Regions from separate parts of the Mus musculus genome. Here regions 2 and 3 are each linked to region 1. A link is a contact called in public HiChIP or PLAC-seq data. All regions are on one chromosome and are shown on one strand. Each heading gives the region's core, a stretch centred on a gene start, on an enhancer-like site or on the middle of the called end of the contact. The rest is flanking DNA. Distances are from core to core; before and after follow the strand shown.

Region 1 (3,388 bases), core at 13-2,512:
AATTGAAAAATATAATATATAGTGAACAGATAAGTGACATTAGTGAAATACAACTAATAATAGATTAATCAAGTCTCTCTCCTTTTTTCTTTCCTCCTCCTCTTCTTCCTCCTCTTCTTCCTCCTCTTCTTCCTCCTTTTCTTCTTCCTCTTCCTCTTCTTAGAGTTTTTGAATTTTGTTTCTGAGGCAGGGACTGATTTCAAACTCATGAGCTCAAGTGATCCTCTTGTTTTAGCCAAAGTTGTTTGAACTATAGGAATAAGCCATTTAGGTATAGCCCAGGAAACTATAAAGTTAAACATTAGGAACAACTGGTAAGAGCCTTCTGTGCTGGCTATCTTATGTCCACTTGGCACAAGCTAGAGTCACCTGAGAAGAGAAAACTTTAACTGAGAAAATGCTCCCACCAGATTGGCATTTCCCTCAATTAGTGAGTAATGTGAGAAGAGCCCGTTGTGGGCAGTGCCCGGGGGTAGAATTTTTCCTGTCCAATTACATTAGAATATTAGTGCAGCAGGAAGCTTGTGATTGGACAGGGAAAAGGGAGGCAGAACAAAGAGTTGCAGGGACAGAGAGCAGATGAACAGGAAGATCCTGATCCCACGGGGGTGGGATTGGTTTTAAGTAGCCACAGGTAGTTATAAACATCATATAGGGATAGAATAATTGGGATAACTTGTCTGATCTAGGTGGGCAGCTTGTATCATTATCATTTGGCCCTGAAATTATTGTGTAGGCATCTTGTGAATTGAGAATTTATTGATATAAATAATAAATAAATCTTTTAAAAAAGGTCAGATATATGTAAGTACACTGTAGCTGTCTTCAGACACTTTTTCTTCTCTCTCCAGTCTTGCTTGCTCTGGCCCAGATTTCTTTCTTTATTATGTAAAGTACGCTGGCTGTAGCTGTCTTCAGACACCCCAGAAGAGGGCATCAGATTTCATCACAGATGATTGTGAGTCATCATGTGGTTGCTGGGACTTGAACTGGGGAGCTTTGGAAGCGCAGTCAGTGCTCTTAACTGCTGAGCCATCTCTCCAGCCCTCTAAATCTGACTTGTTAATTATAAGCTTCTAGAGTTTTGTTTCTACTGGGTTGCTGGGTGTTGAGGTGCTGACTGCTGGGTGGATGGTCGTTGCGGTGCGTTGCGTGTGGCTGGCATGGCAGCCAAGAGAAGGGAACACAGGAGCTCTGGTCCTGCTGGAGAGTGGGCGGATGAAGTGCAGGAGCTTGGTGGTTCTTTTTAAATATTTCCCGCAACAGCGCCCCCTATGGTCTGGTGGTCTTGGCTGTGTAAGAAGCCTGACTGAGTAAGCCATAGAGAAACCTGTACACAGCACCCTCCATGGCTTTTCCATCAGCTGCTGCCCTGCGTTCCTGCCCTAACTTCTTTGATGATGAACTCTATGCTAAAAGAAGCCCTTTCTTCCAAGTTGACTTTGGTCATGGTGTTTTCTCACAGCAATAGACACTCTGAGACACCTTGTATACTATATCTGTATCTTTAAATCTCAAATTAGAAAAAAAGAGAGTATGTCTTAGAAAACTTAAAGTTAATATTTTCAGGAATGTCCCTAACTATCAAAGTTTCTGTACATTTACCTAGGAAAAAACAAACAAGGATTTAGGTAACAAACTCATTTCTGTACAGAATATAATCAGGCTTCACGTTTTTCGGAAGAAGCCACAGAACAGGGAGTTGGTCTTACCTCATCTGAGAGGTTGTCAACTCTGTACAAACTGGGATGTGTTGTGAGCATGAGGTGAACCAATGGCTGGCTTTTCACTTGACACATGGCAAAAATTCGTTCATCTAGACGTATACTTGTCCCAGTCTGGAAAGATTTCTGCAATAAAACAACACCCCGCCTCCCAACATTAGAAAAAGAGTTTTGTAAATGTCAATTGCTAAAAGATTATCATTAGACAGAATTAGCAAATTTATCATAAATTATTTTATCTTTGAAGAAGTCATTACCCTGTAGCCTCATCTGGAAGTCTCAACTAGTCAATACCTGACCATTGCTAAGTCACCCGATCTCCTGGTGTCTGTTTCCTCACTGCTAGGCTAGGCCTAACTGCAGTGACTGTGATGGAGCTGAGAAGCCTGGGAAGGATGGTACCCTGGCGACAAGATAAAGGTACACATGGCATAGCAAGAAGACCCCAGCAAGTGTGCCACGTCTGCTGGATGGTAATTGTTTCTTCCACAACGAGAGACATTAAAACTCAATACAGCAGATCCCACGGCCTCTGAAGCAGGGTGGTACCACACATGAGGACAGTGGCAGAGCAGAGCTGAGGCTGGGACAGTTTTAGTGCTGTAGTAGCTGCACTCAGGCTGGCGGAGCTGTGAGGTGAGGGCTAGTGTCTCAGTTGGTGGAGAGGAATACAAGAGGCAGAGAACAATGAATATTCACAGACTGAATGTGACTAGAACGCCTTCTCCAGGCAGGTTCAGGTAAACTGAGGCATCTGCAGGAAGCAAGAGTGTTTAATAACAGCAGAGCCTCAGTCTGTCACATGTCACTCACTGATGGCTCTATGCCAGGTGCTCCTCTATGGTGACTTTGCCAAAGAACCCAGACCAGCTTTTATGCCCAGGTCACTAACTTGTGAGGCTCCCCTAGAACAAGGCTGCCCTGGAAAGAGTCTGGGCAATTTTGTTCAATGATGTCTCTCCCATCCCCCTACAACATGCAGCACACTGTAAGCACTCAGCATGTGTCGAAAGCTGGTGGTCTAGCTCATCGCACAGAGGCTTTTTGGCATACCACGAGAAAAATTTTAGTGAATTATTTCACCTGTTAGTATTAAATAAATAGGGCCTGGAGAGATAGCTCAGTGATCCAGAGCACTGGTTGGTCTTGCAGAAGACCCAAATTCAGTTCCCAACACCCACATAGTGGCTTACAACCATCTGTAACTCCAGTCCCAGAAGATCTGATGTTTTCTGGCCTCCACAAGCACTAGGCACACTTGCAAGCAAAACACACAGACACAGAAAGTAAAGTAAATTTAAAACAAAGTATAAAAAAAATAATCACTGCACTTTTTTTCCAAGACAGGGTTTCTCTGTGTATCCCTGGCTGTCCTGGAACTCACTCTGTAGACTAGGCTGGCCTCGAACTCAGAAATCCACCTGCCTCTGCCTCCTTAGTGCTGGGATTAAAGGCGTGCGGCTACCACGCCCGGCAATCACTATATCTTATAGGTGAAATAATGCACTTACATCTTTTTCACTTACTGTTATTACATACTAGGTGCTGTGATTAAATAATGAATAAAAAAAGACAAAACCTTCCCAGCACTCGGGAGGCAGAGGCAGGCGGATTTCTGAGTTCGAGGCCAGACTGGTCTACAAAGTGAGTCCCAGGACAGCCAG
Region 2 (3,144 bases), core at 32-2,531, 53 kb after region 1:
AACTGAAAAACTAAACAGGAGGCCCAAGGACTGTCGTAGGAAGAAGATCCTTGAAGAAAGATCCCTGCAGAGATGAGCAAGTCCTAAAGGGATCTGTCAAAGACGGAGTCATTCATTCATCTCTGCAAATTAGTATTAATAAGCACTGACCCGCCACCCCCCTGCACTTCGAGCCTGCGGACCCGAGATGAACCCTGCCCTCCAGGACACAGGACTGAGGTGGCGCATTGCGTGATGACACCCAGACACTATGACCTCCATAAGGCAGTTCTGGGAACTGATTTCGTCTACGATTCTTGTTCACCTCTTGTTTATCTCAGACGTTGCATACTGCAGGTGCTTACTGTTTGCAGGCTGAACCTATAAATACACATGAAACTGTCCCACCAGCGTGGATCTGCAGGTGCATGTCCACCGCGGCTCCCGGGTCCAGGCCGTCATCCGCCACTCCCCGCGGTAGACCTGGCTGGGACTTGTCCCTGGCCCGAGCTGTGCCGCCCTCCCCGCCCCCGTGCGGCACTCACCGTTGGTGTAGGGAGACCCCGAGGCTGAGGCGGCTCCGTTCTGGGCCTGGAGGCTAGCTGCGGCACCGCGGGCAGCGGGGATCCGGGGCTGGGCCATGGCGCCCGGGGATCTCAGGGTAAGACGGAGCCGTCGGGGTCGACCGCAGCGCCCAGCCTAAGAGCTCCAACAGGAAAACCGAGGGCAGGGACCTGGAGGCCGGAGAAGCGGAACACGCGGGGTGGCACGTCAAAGTAGAGGCATGGCGTGTCCGTGTCTTCTGCCCGCCGGCGGCCACGACCTGGCCAGGGCGCGGAGAGGCTCCGGAGTCAGGCCGGCTGGGCTGGGAACGCCGGGCTCGGAGGCAGCAGCCGAACCCGGAGAGGAGGGAGGCCCTGGGCGGAGCCGCCGGCCGCGCAGGCACAGTGGGGACACGTGGCACTTCCGGTTCCGGCTGGAGGCTGCGGCCGTGCTCTCTGTCCCCGGGGAGCTGCCCCGAGGGCACCTGACAGTCCCGTGTCCGGGCCCGGAGGACCGTGCACGGACTCGCCTGCCACGTCACGGACTCCCGCCGCCCGCCGGAAGTAGCCTGTGTCACCACTGCGAAAATACCCGGCGTGGAGAACGTCACCTTGCTGACAGTCCCAGGGGTGGTGCGGATTTTTAGAATCGATTGGGTGGGACAGGAGAGACCCGGCTCCTCTTCCGGGATTCTCTGAGGATTACCTGAGACGACCGATGTCCTCGGCTACCGCTGGTGGCCCAGCCGATGCTATGCCAGCTGTAGAGTGCAAGAGAATTTTAAAAAGAGGTGTTCAATTACGTGTGTTTGTCAAAGTGTCATGGGCGGGACATGGCGGCAATCAGGAGGTCGAGGCAGAAGTGTTCTAAGTTCGAAGGCGGCCTAGTCAGGTCAGCCAGGGCTGGAGTGAAGATGCTGGGTCAAGGTTAAAATGTCTGATGACGTTAAGGAGGAAGCTCTTCTTTTCAACTGGAGGATTAAGATTAATTTTGACGTTAGCCTGTTGGTAGCATAGTCACTCCGAAGTACATCCACCACACATGGATCGGGAATCCATCCCTCTCCTATCCCAGTGTTGACAATGGAGTCCAATGTCCTAGGGAAGCCCTTAGTTTACACTGAGCTAGGCAACTTCTATAATAACAAGTATTTAGTTAATACTGAGGCTCCAAGCCGGGCGTGGTGGCGCACGCCTTTAGTCCCAGCTCTCAGGAGGCAGAGGCAGGCGAATTTTTGAGTTCGAGGCCAGCCTGGTCCACAGAGTGAGTTCCAGGACAATCAGGGCTAATCAGAGAAACCCTGTCCCGAAAAAAAAAAAAATACTGAGGCCCCGGACTAAATAACATTTAAAATGGTAATTGTAATGGTATCGTACTCCTATAGTTCTGGATACAGAAAAGTGAGGCAGGAAGATCTTGAATTCAAGACCAGCCTGGGCAATTTACCAGGACTCAGTTTCTTTAAAAGGGGTTAGATATGTAGGTCACTCATAAAGAGTTTCCCTAACCTTGTAGGAAGAAGCCCTGAGTTCAAAAGAATTAAAGGCAGTTTACATTATGAGAGTTTACATTAAGTCGAATAATTCAAATGTCCTTTCTGGGCAAGTAGCTTGTGGGTTGCTTTTATTTTTACCCCCAAACAGACTTTCTGACTTGTAAGACCAAAGAGAAGTAGAAACTGGTTGGTTATGCAACATACTTAGTGATATCAGTGTGATCTTTAGCTACTTTGGTTTTACCTGCTCCAAGCAGATGACAAAGTCCTTCACAGATGTGTGCTGCTGATTGAAACGTATTATGCCATGAGTTTCACAACCTCGGGCGAAAGTACATCTTACCAAACTCATTTACTATCTAATGCTGGCTACGAAGTATTACAGAAAAAGAGCACAATCTAAAACTACTGTCAGACCCAAGAAGCAAGCAGTAACCACATATACAAATTTACCCTAACCTTGATTTCATTAATAGTTACCTCAAAACCATACTAAAATATATTTGCTCTGAGTGGAATTAAACAATTAAAAAAAAAGATTGTTTTATTGTTTTAAAGTTTGTTTTCTGTATGTATGGGTACCTACATAGAAGTATTTACACGCTGGTCGATGGTGGCACACACCTTTAATCCCGGCATTTGAGAGGCAGAGACAGGTGGATTTCTGAGTTCGAGGCCAGCCTGGTCTACAGAGTGAGTTCCAGAACAGCCAGGGCTACACAGAGAAACCCTGTCTTGAAAAACCAAAAAAAAAAAGAAAGAAAAGAAAAGAAAAAAAAAGTATTTTACACCATGTGTATGCAGTGCCCACACAGAGGTCAGAAGGGGGCACTGCATCCCCCAGCACTGGAGTTGACAGTTGTGACCGCCATGATGTGAGTGATAGCAAAGGAACCCTAGTCCTCTGGGAGCACAGCCGGTGCTCTTCACTACCAGCCGTCTCTCCACGCCCCCACTCCTTATTACAAGATCCAGGTAGGCTTCTTTAGGATGAAGATGAAACTCTTTGGTTTGTTTTGCTTTGTGTTTTAGAGACAGTTTCTCATCTTGGTACTGCCTTGTAGACCAGGTTGGCCTCGAACTCATAGAGATCTACCTGCCTCTGCCTCCTGAGTGCTAGGATTAAA
Region 3 (3,463 bases), core at 603-3,102, 53 kb before region 1:
CTGCATTTCCTTCAGGTTAGGGCACCTCATCCTCCCCGAGGCAGGAGTTACAGTTCAACCTGAACTGCCACTAGTCCCACCAGAGTGCCCCAGGGGAGGGTCACACCACCTGCTGGGGGGATCAGCCTTTCTGAGGGGTGTGCCTGCAGCTGCCACAGAGGAATGACACTGGAATGTCCCAACTCCAAAAATGGGGACAGCCTGAGAGGCGATGGGGGCAGCTGGCATACCCTACCCCCTGGACAGAATTATCCACATTTTGCTCTATGTCCAGTGCTTCAGTGTTTCTGAGCTCTTCTATTTCACAATGTCACATCGTCTCCACACTAGTCGGTGGAGCACGGCATAAAGGACCCTATCTACACATAGGGAAACTGAGGCTTGAAAGAAGGAATCACACGCTGAAAGAAGACTCCGCTTTGAGGACCAATCTGGATTCCCACAGTAAAGCCCTCTATACTACACCCAGCTGTCCCAGCTAGGGGTCACCTTCCACTAGTATACTCTGCTGTCTACGTAGCCTGCCCAGCCCCCCATGCTTGTTTCTCCCAAGGGCAAGGTTGAGAGGGATGGAACTTAACCCCCCTCCCAGAGATCCCTCCTGCCCGCCCTGGGGAAAGAGGTAAGAAGAAGAAATAGTGGAAGTGGCGCAGGTTTAGGGACTCTTGAGCTCAGGAAACTGCTAGAGGCGGTGTCGGGAACTAGCTGGTCGCTTTCATTCAGTCTTGCACATACACACCCACACGCAGCCAGTCGGCAGAGAAGCCCTGCTTGTGAGAGCCTGGGAGGAGGCTCATCTCTAGGTCCAGGAGGGCCTCCCGCCTCTGCTCCCGCCCAAGGACAACCATTCCCAATCTGTATCTTTGGGTTGGGTATGTCCCAAGCTCCCATCTTAATACTGAGATACCTTAAGAGTCCTGGTCCTTACTTTTGTCAAAGGCTAAAGTCAGGACTGGAACAGAGTCCCAGACCTTGGGACGTCCCCTGTTCGCAGGTCCCCAGGTGAGGACCAGACACAGTAGGGGGCTGAGGCAGGAAGAGGGTACCCTGAGGGTGAGGGCAGGTGAGTGGTGTCCCCGGGAAGGCGGCAGAGAAGACAGGTTGGACATCCCGGTGGAACTGCGCCCAGGAAGGCTGTGGAGGAAGCAAGGGATCCCAGAACTACCGGAGGCCCTCCTAGCTACCCAGGGGGCGGGGTGGGGTGCACGTCTCCCGCCCGCCGTCTGTGGGGCCTGCTTAGAGCTGGTGCAGGGGGCGGAGGCCGAGGTCAGACTCCTGCGCCAAGGGCGCCTGCCCCTCCTAGCTGCGGCGTGGGGATCGGGGCGATGCTCCACGGAAAATGCATTTACAGGTCAGCCTCGTGCGCGGGAGCAGAGGACACCGGGGCGCGCACAGCATCCTGCCAACCCCCGCCGGGTGTCCGAGAACGACCTCAGCGACCCGCCCTACCCACTTACCATGCTGGCTCCGTGAATCCTAGGGCGCGCTGCAGTCCCCAGCTCGGTCTCGAACCTTTCTCTTCCCAGGCTCTTCGGGAACGCGCGGGAGCCGGATCGGCGGGCAAAGGACGCACTGGGCGACACTCGTCCGCTGGCCCCAGAGACGGAGGGAAAACCCGGCCTGACTCACCCGCGCGGCGCGAGCCCCAGCGCCCAGCCCGGCCCCCGGATGTGGGGGGCGGGAACCGGCACCGCCCCCGAGCGACCTGAGCCCCGCCCGGGCTCGCGGGTGCTGCGGGGCCGGGACCCCACCGCTAGCCGCGCATGGTGCAGCGGCCACCGCGATGCGTGCTCGTTCGCTCGCTCACGTGCAGCAGCTCTGCAGACCCCAGCCCGGACGAGGCTCTAGAGCGCGCGCCGCACTGCTTGCTGCTCCTCCTTCTCCTCCTCCTCCAACTCGGGCCTCGCCCGCCTCACCCGGTTTCCTTCCAGAACCAGCTTCCAAACTGGCTTGCTGGGATGGGTTGGTCAGGTCTCTGCCGCCTCTTTCTCAGGTAAGCGCCACTTTCCTCGTTTGAGAATAAACCCAAGACGCGCTCTAAGAGCCGAAGAGGTGTAGTAGGCGTCTACAGTAGTTAGCCGCTGGACTTTTATTTTGGAGGGAGGTTGATTTACCTGTGCAGCCTTCTAGGGGCGGCAGGTTCAGATGCCTTTAGGGGCCAGACTGATAGTGTAAATGAGTCATATGGGTTGGGTAAGCCAGTAGCGGGGACGGAAACCGAAGGCTGGACACTCAGACACGTTCAAGAGTAAGAAGTTGGAACACCTTTTCTTCCTTAAAAAGTTAAACATAGATGTGGGGTGGGGTGGGGTGGGGTGGGGTGGGGTGGTAAGGGTTGTGTATGGAGAGATGGTTCAGTGGTTAAGAGTACTTGCTGCTCTAGCAGAGGACCCGGTTTTGGTTCCCAGCAACCACGTGGTTGCTCACAATCCTTTGCAGCTCCAGTTCCAGGGTATGGAACGCCCCCCCCCTCACCCCCACCCCCGGCCCCTGGGGGCATTACTCGCACTGGGTGCACATTTACTCACGCTGGCACATACACGTAATTTTGTTGTTGTTGTTTTTAAGATAAAAAAAAAAAACCAAACCAGTAAGTTAAACAGATTCATGATAGCATTTCCACTCCTGGGTATATGACTAAAGAAATCAGGTATGCCAACAAGTGCTTGCACTCAGATGATCATAGCAATCCTGTGTATAACAGTCAAAAGAAGGACACAGGTCAAACCCTCCAGCAATTAGTGAAAGGATAAACAGTGTGGTCCAACCATACAGTGGAATATTACTTACCACAGAAAAGGCATAGTGCCATTTCATGCTACAACTCAAACCTCTAACAAGTGATGGTAAGTCAAAGAAACCCAGCAGAGACCATGTGTGAACCTTTATGGACAGAATGCAGGCTAGTGCTAGAAGCCACAGGGAGGGAGAAATGAGGATGATCCTTGCAAGTTATCGGGTTTTGTCCTGGAATCAGGTGGTGGTGACAGCACTTTCCTTTTACATTGTCTTACAGAGGGCTGGGGTGTGACTCAGTAGGAGAGCATTCTCTCAGAGGCTGCTTGAGGCCCTGGGTTCAATTCCCAGTACCTTAAGTTAAAATGGATAATTTTGTATCAGGCAAGTCAACTTCATTTAAACAACAAAACATTACTGTGGCCCAGCAGGTACCGATTTGCCGCCTCTGTTTTCTATTTCTACCGTAGTCAAATGTTAACAATGGATTTTTCTCTTTAAGAAACCTCATTCACAGCACTTGGTATCTCAGTCATGCAGGGACTGCAGGTATATGGGGGAGCGGGGTTGCCTGAGACAGATGAACATTGACCATAAGAGCACACGTATGGTCTTGGGGACCTGAGGAAATGCCTCTCTGGGCAAGTAGCCTGACAGAAGCCCAGAATTCAAATGTTTCCTCAGGGAGGTGTATTCATGGTTCTGAGGCCCAGAGCTGGAGAAATCT

Evidence for each region. HiChIP or PLAC-seq counts read pairs in DNA pulled down with a chosen protein or histone mark.
Region 2: a contact with region 1 is called in an H3K27ac HiChIP or PLAC-seq map of embryonic stem cells, with 8 read pairs. The contact joins the promoter of Sec24a here to the enhancer-like site in region 1. A contact is called at or near these places in 3 of 39 promoter capture datasets (HPC-7-derived erythroid cells, embryonic stem cells and hippocampal neurons), 22 of 484 Hi-C or Micro-C datasets (LSK cells, Th2 cells, bone marrow-derived macrophages and 18 more), 12 of 115 datasets of contacts at active chromatin or transcription factors (the 230-238 cell line, CD8 T cells, the HPC-7 cell line and 7 more) and 3 of 9 other capture datasets (adipose tissue, liver and pancreatic islet).
Region 3: a contact with region 1 is called in an H3K4me3 HiChIP or PLAC-seq map of embryonic stem cells, with 29 read pairs. The contact joins the promoter of N4bp3 here to the enhancer-like site in region 1. A contact is called at or near these places in 1 of 39 promoter capture datasets (neural stem cells), 1 of 484 Hi-C or Micro-C datasets (the N1E-115 cell line), 3 of 115 datasets of contacts at active chromatin or transcription factors (embryonic stem cells and trophoblast stem cells) and 3 of 9 other capture datasets (adipose tissue, liver and pancreatic islet).

Annotation. Positions count from the first base shown.
Region 1 is chr11:51,702,564-51,705,951 of GRCm38.p6, forward strand. It overlaps Sec24a (Sec24 related gene family, member A (S. cerevisiae)), which reads right to left. Exons shown (of 23, transcript NM_175255.3): 19 at 1,713-1,850. Among named protein-coding and RNA genes, the nearest start is that of 0610009B22Rik, 16 kb to the left of the region's middle. Within about 2 kb of position 1,263, at least 31 of the 459 cell types and tissues checked have an H3K27ac peak or open chromatin away from gene starts, as enhancers often do. A contact at or near this core is called in embryonic stem cells, epiblast stem cells and trophoblast stem cells, where this site is marked.
Region 2 is chr11:51,755,553-51,758,696 of GRCm38.p6, forward strand. Sec24a (Sec24 related gene family, member A (S. cerevisiae)) reads right to left here and starts at 1,282. Exons shown (of 23, transcript NM_175255.3): 1 at 525-1,282. The coding sequence starts at 621.
Region 3 is chr11:51,649,221-51,652,683 of GRCm38.p6, forward strand. N4bp3 (NEDD4 binding protein 3) reads right to left here and starts at 1,853. Exons shown (of 5, transcript NM_145974.3): 1 at 1,458-1,853. D930048N14Rik (RIKEN cDNA D930048N14 gene) reads left to right here and starts at 1,734. Exons shown (of 4, transcript NR_027958.1): 1 at 1,734-1,993. It overlaps Gm30058 (a long non-coding RNA gene), which reads right to left. Exons shown (of 2, transcript XR_388627.1): 2 at 2,870-3,463.